2 separate regions of the Delphinus delphis genome follow, and region 2 is linked to region 1. A link is a contact called in public Hi-C data. All regions are on one chromosome and are shown on one strand. Each heading gives the region's core, a stretch centred on a gene start, on an enhancer-like site or on the middle of the called end of the contact. The rest is flanking DNA. Distances are from core to core; before and after follow the strand shown.

What was found. A called contact is a pair of places that touch in the nucleus more often than the background predicts.
Region 2: a Hi-C map of lung shows a contact between it and region 1, with 3 times the contacts expected there. The contact joins the promoter of MXD1 here to the promoter of PCYOX1 in region 1. A contact is called at or near these places in 2 of 3 Hi-C or Micro-C datasets (lung and muscle).

Annotation. Positions count from the first base shown.
Region 1 is chr12:30,912,251-30,916,141 of mDelDel1.2, reverse strand. It overlaps PCYOX1 (prenylcysteine oxidase 1), which reads left to right and starts at 2,120. Exons shown (of 6, transcript XM_060026416.1): 1 at 2,120-2,291; 2 at 3,399-3,605. The coding sequence starts at 2,120.
Region 2 is chr12:31,217,342-31,221,232 of mDelDel1.2, reverse strand. MXD1 (MAX dimerization protein 1) reads left to right here and starts at 1,812. Exons shown (of 6, transcript XM_060026429.1): 1 at 1,812-2,104; 2 at 2,852-2,951. The coding sequence starts at 2,032.

The DNA of each region.
Region 1 (3,891 bases), core at 871-3,370:
CTTGAACGCTTCTTTGAATAAATATTTCTTATATTACTTTATTATTACACTTCATATACATGGTAACATTTTCCACCAATGACTTAAAAAAAATCTTTTTGAGTTTTAGTGACAGTATTCTTTTGAAAAGTTAAGAGTGCAGAATGAGAAAGCCTTCAATCCACCTCCACTGTGCAAGTCTTTTTTACTGTCTCTTCATCAAGGGTCCTTTCAGCAGAATCTTTCCTAATGTTTCAGAAGCAGAAATGAAAGTTTCCACTTAGGACAGGTGTGTGAAGTTCACTGACATGCTAAATTCTAATCAACCAACATATATTTATTGAAGGGCTTTTAGGCTTAATGTACTTAGGTGTTGTGGGCATAATGTAGTTTGGAAAAAGAAAAGTAAAAAACACATAATTTAGTTCTTTCTTTGTAACGTGTAGAAAAAGGAGACTTAATCTTCATATTTTTATGTTCTTTCTGTTTTTTTTTTAAAGACTTTATTTCTTTTTTTTCATTGCAGTGCGTGGGCTTCTCATTGCGGTGGCTTCTCTTGTTGTGGAGCTTGGGCTCTAGGTACGTGGGCTTCAGTAGTCGTGGCACACAGGCTCAGTAGTTGTGGCTCACAGGCTTAGCTGCTCTGTGGCATGTGGGATCTTCCTGGACCAGGGCTTGAATCTGTGTTCCCTGCATTGGCAGGCGGATTCTTAACTGCTGCACCACCAGCAAAGTCCCTATTTTTATGTTCTTACATGGAAGTGTCTATTTCTTGTGTGACTTGCATCTTATTCCATTAACACCTCCATTTCCCCCTTTCTTACTGTGCTCTACTGGCTGTTCCACAAACATGCCAGGCATTTTCCTTGCCTAGAAAGCTCTTTCCCTAGATATTCACCTGGCCCACTCTCTCACTTACTGCAAACTTTTGCTCAAATGCCATCCTGCTCAATGAGGCTTGATCTGACCATCCTATTTAAAATTGCAAGCCATTCCCCTTTCCTCTTTCCCCACCCTACATCATTTACTTGTTTACTCTAATTGTCATCTGTCTCCCTCCACTAGAATGTCTGTGTCATTAGAATCAATATTTTAAAAAATCAATATTTTCTACTGATTTTTCTCAAGTTCCTGGAACACTGCATGCCACTTGGAAGGAACTCAATAAATATTTGTCCAATAAATGAGTCCTTTTTTGTAGTGGATTTTCTGCTTCCTTTCTCCAAGCTTATCCTTTTTTTAAACCATAATTTTGTTTATTTATTTATTTGGTTGCTCCGGGTCTTAGTTGTGGCATGCATGTGAGATCTAGTTCCCTGACCAGGGATCGAACCCAGGACCCCTGCATTGGGAGCTCGGAGTCTTATCCACAGGGAAGTCCCTAACCTTTCTTTTTATCCAACTTGTTTTCCTTCCATCCATACTGTTCTTCATGTTCATGTACTAGTTTTTTCTTTTCCTTTTTTTTTTTGACTGGGTGGGGGGGTATTTTAATTACAGAAATGGGATCATATAATACCCATCACTCAGTCAGCAGATTTTCTCACCTAACAATACTAGGACAATAGATACTGATGTTACAAATCTTTTTAATGCTTGCATAATGTTCCAGCATATGAGGTGAGTACACTACTTTCATTCATGTTTGTCACTATTTTTCCACTCCCTTCACTTTGGACCACCCCATCCCTGGTCTCCCCCATTTTTCCTTCTACCTAGTACCATTTACCCATTCATCCTGTACGCAACAGTCCCGAACATAGTGATCACTCAGTAAAGTGTTCGTTGCACCCCTGGTCTGTTTCTGGCAGCGATTAGCTGTGTGCATTGTTTGAGCGAGAGCGACTGAAGGGACAGAAGAAGGCACGACTGAAGAAATTAAAAGCTGGGGTGAGCCTCCTCTGGCGCCTTTGGTCTCTCCCTGAAGCAGCGTGGGCTTCGGAGGGGCAGGGCGGGCTTAGGGGACCGAGAGAACCGGATTGGCAGCTCTTGGAGGGAAGGGCGGCCCTGGGGTGTCAAGGGCGGCCGTGGGGTGTCAAGGGCCTGTGCAGCAGAGCGGGATAGGTTGGGGTGGACCTGGGCGGGGCTTGGAGGGGCGAGGCCAGCCAGGGGGCGGGGCGGGCAGAGAGCGCAGACTCAAATGCGGGCGGACAGCTGGGCTTTCCAGTCCGACAACAACGCTTCGAGAGCCATGGAGCGTACCCGTGGGCGGCTCGCTTGCTCGACCGTGGGGCTGTGGCTGGGGTTGTTGCTGCTGTGCAGCTGGGGGTTCCCTGGGAGCGCCGAGCCCCGGGCCCCGCCGGAGAATATCGGTAGGCGAGAAGGAGGCGGCGCGCGGCGGGGGCGGTGGGAGCGCGCCCCACGCCGGGCGGCCGCTGCCTGATGCTCCAGGCCGGGCACCCGCGACTCCCGCCGGGCCGCGCAGAACGAGCTCCTTGCGCAAGTGGAGCTCTTCCCGGTTCGCACCTTGGGACTACTTTACGTGCCCCAGGGACCGCTCTTTCCCGGGCGTGGAGACTTGCCCACTTGAGCAATGGGCCGTGGAGGGGGGCGACCCGGGCTGGCGGGCGGGCGCCAGGCCTCCCTGCAGCCCCTGAGTCGGAGGCCTTGGGCTCCGGGGAGGCTGAGGCCCCTCCCGCGGCCTTCCCTTGCTGCACTTGTTGGGAAATCGGTCTTCTGGCTGGTCCGGGAGCGACGGGCCAATTCCGCTCTGCAGATGAGAGGCGCACGCGGGCACAGCACACCAAGCAGCGCAGATAAGCTGACCGCGCTGGCCGCGTCTGCTTCCAGTGATGGGCTGGGGCGCCCTTCCCCCGTCCGCTTTGCTGAAGTCGGCCGGCTGGCACAGTCCCCTGGCTTGCACAAGTTCTCTGCCTAGGACGACTACACAGCCGAAACAGTCACTCTTTTAGTTTGAGTCGTTTTGGTTGTTTTCCCCTGTTTATTATGTTTTGTTTTGTATTTTTTATTCCCCTTTAAGCCGTGTCCTTTGGAATCATTAACCTGTTTACATTAACGAGACGGAACAAATCAAGGCAAAAATGGCGGCCACTTTATTTGAAATGCGTCCTGGAAAGGCCCCGCCTCCTCTGTTCCTTTGCATTGGGCACAAAGAAGGGTGTGCGGCGGTCCACTTGGTTCTTCCGCAACGAACTGTGAGAATCTTGGGCCATCTGGCAAAAAAAAAAAAAAAAAAAAAAAAGTGTAACTACCACTTTTGTCTGGGGGCAGTGTCTGGCCAGATTCATAATTCTATCTTCACCGCAGCTGTCACTTGCCTCCCCCTCCCCAGGCTTCCCTAAATTGTTGATCACAGGCTTAAGCAACGTCTGTTGTTGATTTACGGCCTTTCAAAAACAAAGCAAACCTACAAAGCTGGTAAGAGGGAAAAAAACCTGTTCCTTCTTTTTCCCCCATAGCGATTATTGGAGCTGGCATTGGTGGCACTTCAGCAGCCTATTATCTGCGGCAGAAATTTGGGAACGATGTGAAGATTGACGTGTTTGAAAAAGGAGAGGTGGGGGGCCGTCTGGCCACCGTGACTATGCAAGGGCAAGAATATGAGTCAGGAGGTTCCGTCATCCATCCTTTAAATCTGCACATGAAGCGTTTTGTCAAGGACCTGGGTATGTAATTTGGTCTTAGAGCCAAGCAGACTTCAATATGCATGGATATTGTTGTCAGGGAACTGAAACTTTCCTGCCTTGTTAATCATCGTTTACAGTGAAGCTGGTAAAACTGCTTTCCTCACTTTCCTGCTAGCAGTTGGTGCTGCCTTAGGAGCTGCTCTGCTGTAATGGGACACTAGTTATCTGTATCTTCAGTTATCTGGAATTACAGCCATGGGGCACAGGGTGGGGATGGTTGCTGCCGTGGCTTCTCAAACCTCTGGGTTCGTGTTAAAGAATCAAA
Region 2 (3,891 bases), core at 563-3,062, 310 kb before region 1:
ACCTTTTAGGTCCAATTAACCATTAAAACCAGAAAATATGTGTTCTGTATGTCAGGCCTGGTTTACTGCGTATTAATTCTGTTGAGTTTATTTAATTTTAATGGATTTGTCAACCATTAAAAAGGACACATTTAAAAACTTACCATCATAATGTGTTTCTTTGTTTTTCCCCAGTGTTTGAGTGTCATTGTTTGTGACTCATATAGAAATCCGTCTCTTAGTTGTCTTGTTTTTAGAACAGCTACCAACTGGAGCATTGACACCATGGGCTCTGAGTGAAACAGATCTAGGTTCAGTTTCCATTTCTGGCTGAATGGATGTCTAGGAAAGTCATTTAGCTTCTTGGGCATCAGTTTCCTCATGTGCAAAATGTAGATAATTAACCTATCTAATGGGGTTATATTGAGGATTAGCAATAATGTAGGTAAGTTACCTGACAGGCTATTGTTTTCACATATTGGCAACAATAAACTTTTCTAAAAAGCTTTGTTAAATATGTTCATGCTTTACTCATTTCTATATTCAGGACTCTCAATTTACGAAGAGTTTTATTTCCGTTTCTTAAAATGAAGATGTCAGTATATTAACAGAGTAACTTGGGTCTTGAGATAGCTTAGGGAACAATTCCTAAATAAAGTTTCTAGTTCTGTCTATGTACATTTATATTGGTACCACACAAACACCATTCATAGCCGTCTTGAAAAGAAAGGATTCTTTTTGAGTGTTCTCCTCTAGAATTAAAAGGGAAGGAAAGACCCCGAAAGAGATTTATGTCAAAGAATCTCAGAATTCAACGCCAATCTGTAGGTACAGGAAGTTTCTGAGCTTTTAAAACCCAGTCGCGTGAGGGAGTAATTAGCCAGCACTTGGGGCGGGGGTAGTGCCTAGTGCCTTCGGAGAGCTCAGCTCTGTATACAGCCTCCCTACTCCAGCGCTTTCTGAGGAGAGAAAAAAACGCTGGGCGGCGAACACTGGACAGGAGACAGGCTTTTCCCCCGAGCCCCTCAGCCACGTGGCGCTCGGCGGAGCCCCAGGCCCACCGCCCTACCGTCGGGCTGTCTGCCGCTCTCCCTTCGGAGAGATTCGCGGCTGGGCCCTCGACCTCGGGAAGCCTGTAACCTCCGGGTCTCGGCCGGCAGGCCCAGGGATCCAGCCCCGAACCCGAGCGGGGCAGAGCGCCCAGGTGACGCGCGGTGCCAGCTTCCACTCGAGGGACGCCCAGCAGGTCCCCGGAACTTTTCCCCAGAGACAGGTCCCGGCAACAGGTCCGAGGTGGGGTCGGGTGGAGCCGAGCCCGGCGGCAGCCGGTGAATCAGCGCCGGTCTGCGCCCGGGTCAGCCCTGACGGCCCATGCCAGATCCCGCGAGGAGTAGCCGAGCCGCTGACCACCAGCCATTCAGGGCTCGCTGGCTTGGGGAAAGGTGACGTCATCGTAGCTGGGCGGTGTAGGAAGGTTCCACCAATGGGATACAGGCAGAGTGGCTTGCTTTCTGTAGCTCTTGGCCAATACTAACAAAGCAAAAGGGGGCCCGGTTGTCGGTATAGAACCAATGGAAAACAGGGAAGGAGCACGAGGCGGAGTTGCGAATCCTATCACCAATTGGAAAGAGAGGGTGGAGCCCGGGCCTTATCAAGCGTGACCAACCAGCGAGAGGAGCGGACACTGAGGGGCGGGGCTGTAATGCCTTCCCCCAATCGGACAGCGCCAGAGGCGGGGCATTCTTTGGGGTGCCCAATGAGGAACGCAGCCGAAGCGGGCCTGTCAAGAGAAGGGGCTGGGGGCGGGGGGACGGTGAGTCGGAGATAAACACTCCGCGGCGGTGGCGGCTGCTGCTCTTCTTTGGGTTCTGTCACGGTGTCGGTGGTGCTCGGCTCACCGGTCCCCTCCCCCTTCCGGCGAGCGTGGTCGCCAGAGAGCTTCTCTCAGCCCTGCTCTGCGGGGTCCACAGCGGGGCGTGGGTGTCCGGCGGCAGCGGCGGCGAGTCCGTGGGCAGTGGGGGTTGGTCCAGTGGCTCCGGACCCCGGTGCAGAATGGCGGCGGCGGTTCGGATGAACATCCAGATGCTGCTGGAGGCGGCCGACTACCTGGAGCGGCGAGAGAGAGGTGCACGGGGACGGGAGGAGTCCGGCCCGAGCGGGGACTGGGGGCTCTGAGGGGCCCAGCCGCAGGTCCGGGTGCCCAGCTGCTCCGGGGGTAGTTGGAGGAGCTGAGAGCGCGACCTCGAGCGCTCCCAACCCCTCCAGCTCTCCCCACGCGCGGTCCGAAGGGAGGCCGTCGCTGCCCCAAAGGCAATGAATGGGGGTGGAAAAGGGACCGCTGCCCCGGGGTCCGGAGCGCCGCCCGCTCCGCACCCCGTCGCGAGTGGGGGGCCCGGGGCCCCCTCAGCCAGGCCCTTGGTTTACCTCACTGGGGCTCGTCCCGGCCGGCCCCCAAGTGGGCCTGGCGCCGGGTCTCGCAGACGGAGGAGCAGCGCCTCCCCTGCCCCACACCGTCCCTCCCGGGCTCTGGCTCCCGGTGTTTGCCCCGCACCTTCGCCTGAGGCTGGTCCCACTTAATACACACCAACCTGCTGGACGTTGCCAGTGGGAAACCCAGGCTCCAGGAGACTTGCTGTCTTTCTCAACAATGAGCAGCTGGAATGCTCCTTACACCTGCTCCTCACTGAGGATATTCACTCAATTAAAAAAAAAACCAATCATTGTTCTAAGAATTCCACCTTGCTCCGTTTAATTATTTCCACAATCTTCTTTTAATGAAAAATAAATCAATCTTAAAAGGGAAATACTGTGGAGGGGAGAGAGTGTTGAATGTTCGGGGCTCATTCATTAACTGGATCCTCCGGTTTTCTAGAAGCTGAACATGGTTATGCCTCCATGTTACCATACAATAACAAGGACAGAGATGCCTTAAAACGGAGGAGCAAATCCAAGAAGAATAACAGCAGTAGCAGGTAATTTGGTAAATATTTCCCTTTCTCTTTTAGGTTATACTGTAGATGATACAAACTGCAGAATGGACGTTGCCTGTTGTGATTATAACAGGGTTATAATCATGTAAATGAAGTGGCGATCATGATTCAGTAATGTACACATGGTCTTAAGGCGTTGGAGGAAGCCCTTCTATTTGGGTTGAGGGGACTGAAAAGAAGAGAGAAATGGAAATGTTTTCTATTTCTTTATGAACTTTTTTTAAAACTTAATTTTGCTTTTCTTCCCTTTTGGAGCAAAACTCTGTGGAAACTTCAAGTGAGATTAGCAACAGTGACAATATTTTGCCTTCAGAAGTTGCAGATTCAGGGCAAGTTTTCTATAATTGAAAATACTGGACATTATCCACTTTTTACTTTTCATAGTAAAGATTTTATAGACGTGTTAAAGTATTTGACTTGGCATAGGTGATAGGATTTCATATTTGACATGTAAATTAAATACAGTTATGTGTCTGATAATCTAATTTGTCACTCTATTTATAACGGCAAAGAGGAACGACTGAGGCTAAAACCTGCCTTTTTGGTGATGCAGGAACATATAATATTAAAATATTAATATGCCACAACCCTTTTATGTTAGCCTTGTAGTTCTTGAAATTTGTAAATTTCACTGGGAAGTAAATACTGGTTAATGGTCAATGAAATCACATACTAAAACCCTGAATGTACTTCTTGGTACATGTTGAGTACTCCACTAATGCTATTGCACCCTTTTTTCCCCCTCTTTGCCCTTAATATATGTTAGCTAGGAAATCTGCTTTTATTAGACTCATTCAATTATACCTTTTATTCCAGTAAATTAAAAACATTGACATTTTCAACACTGATTTAGAATCCTTATCTGTCTCCCATTCTCATGAAAATTCCCTGCGAGTAACTGTATTTGGTTAACCTCTGTGGC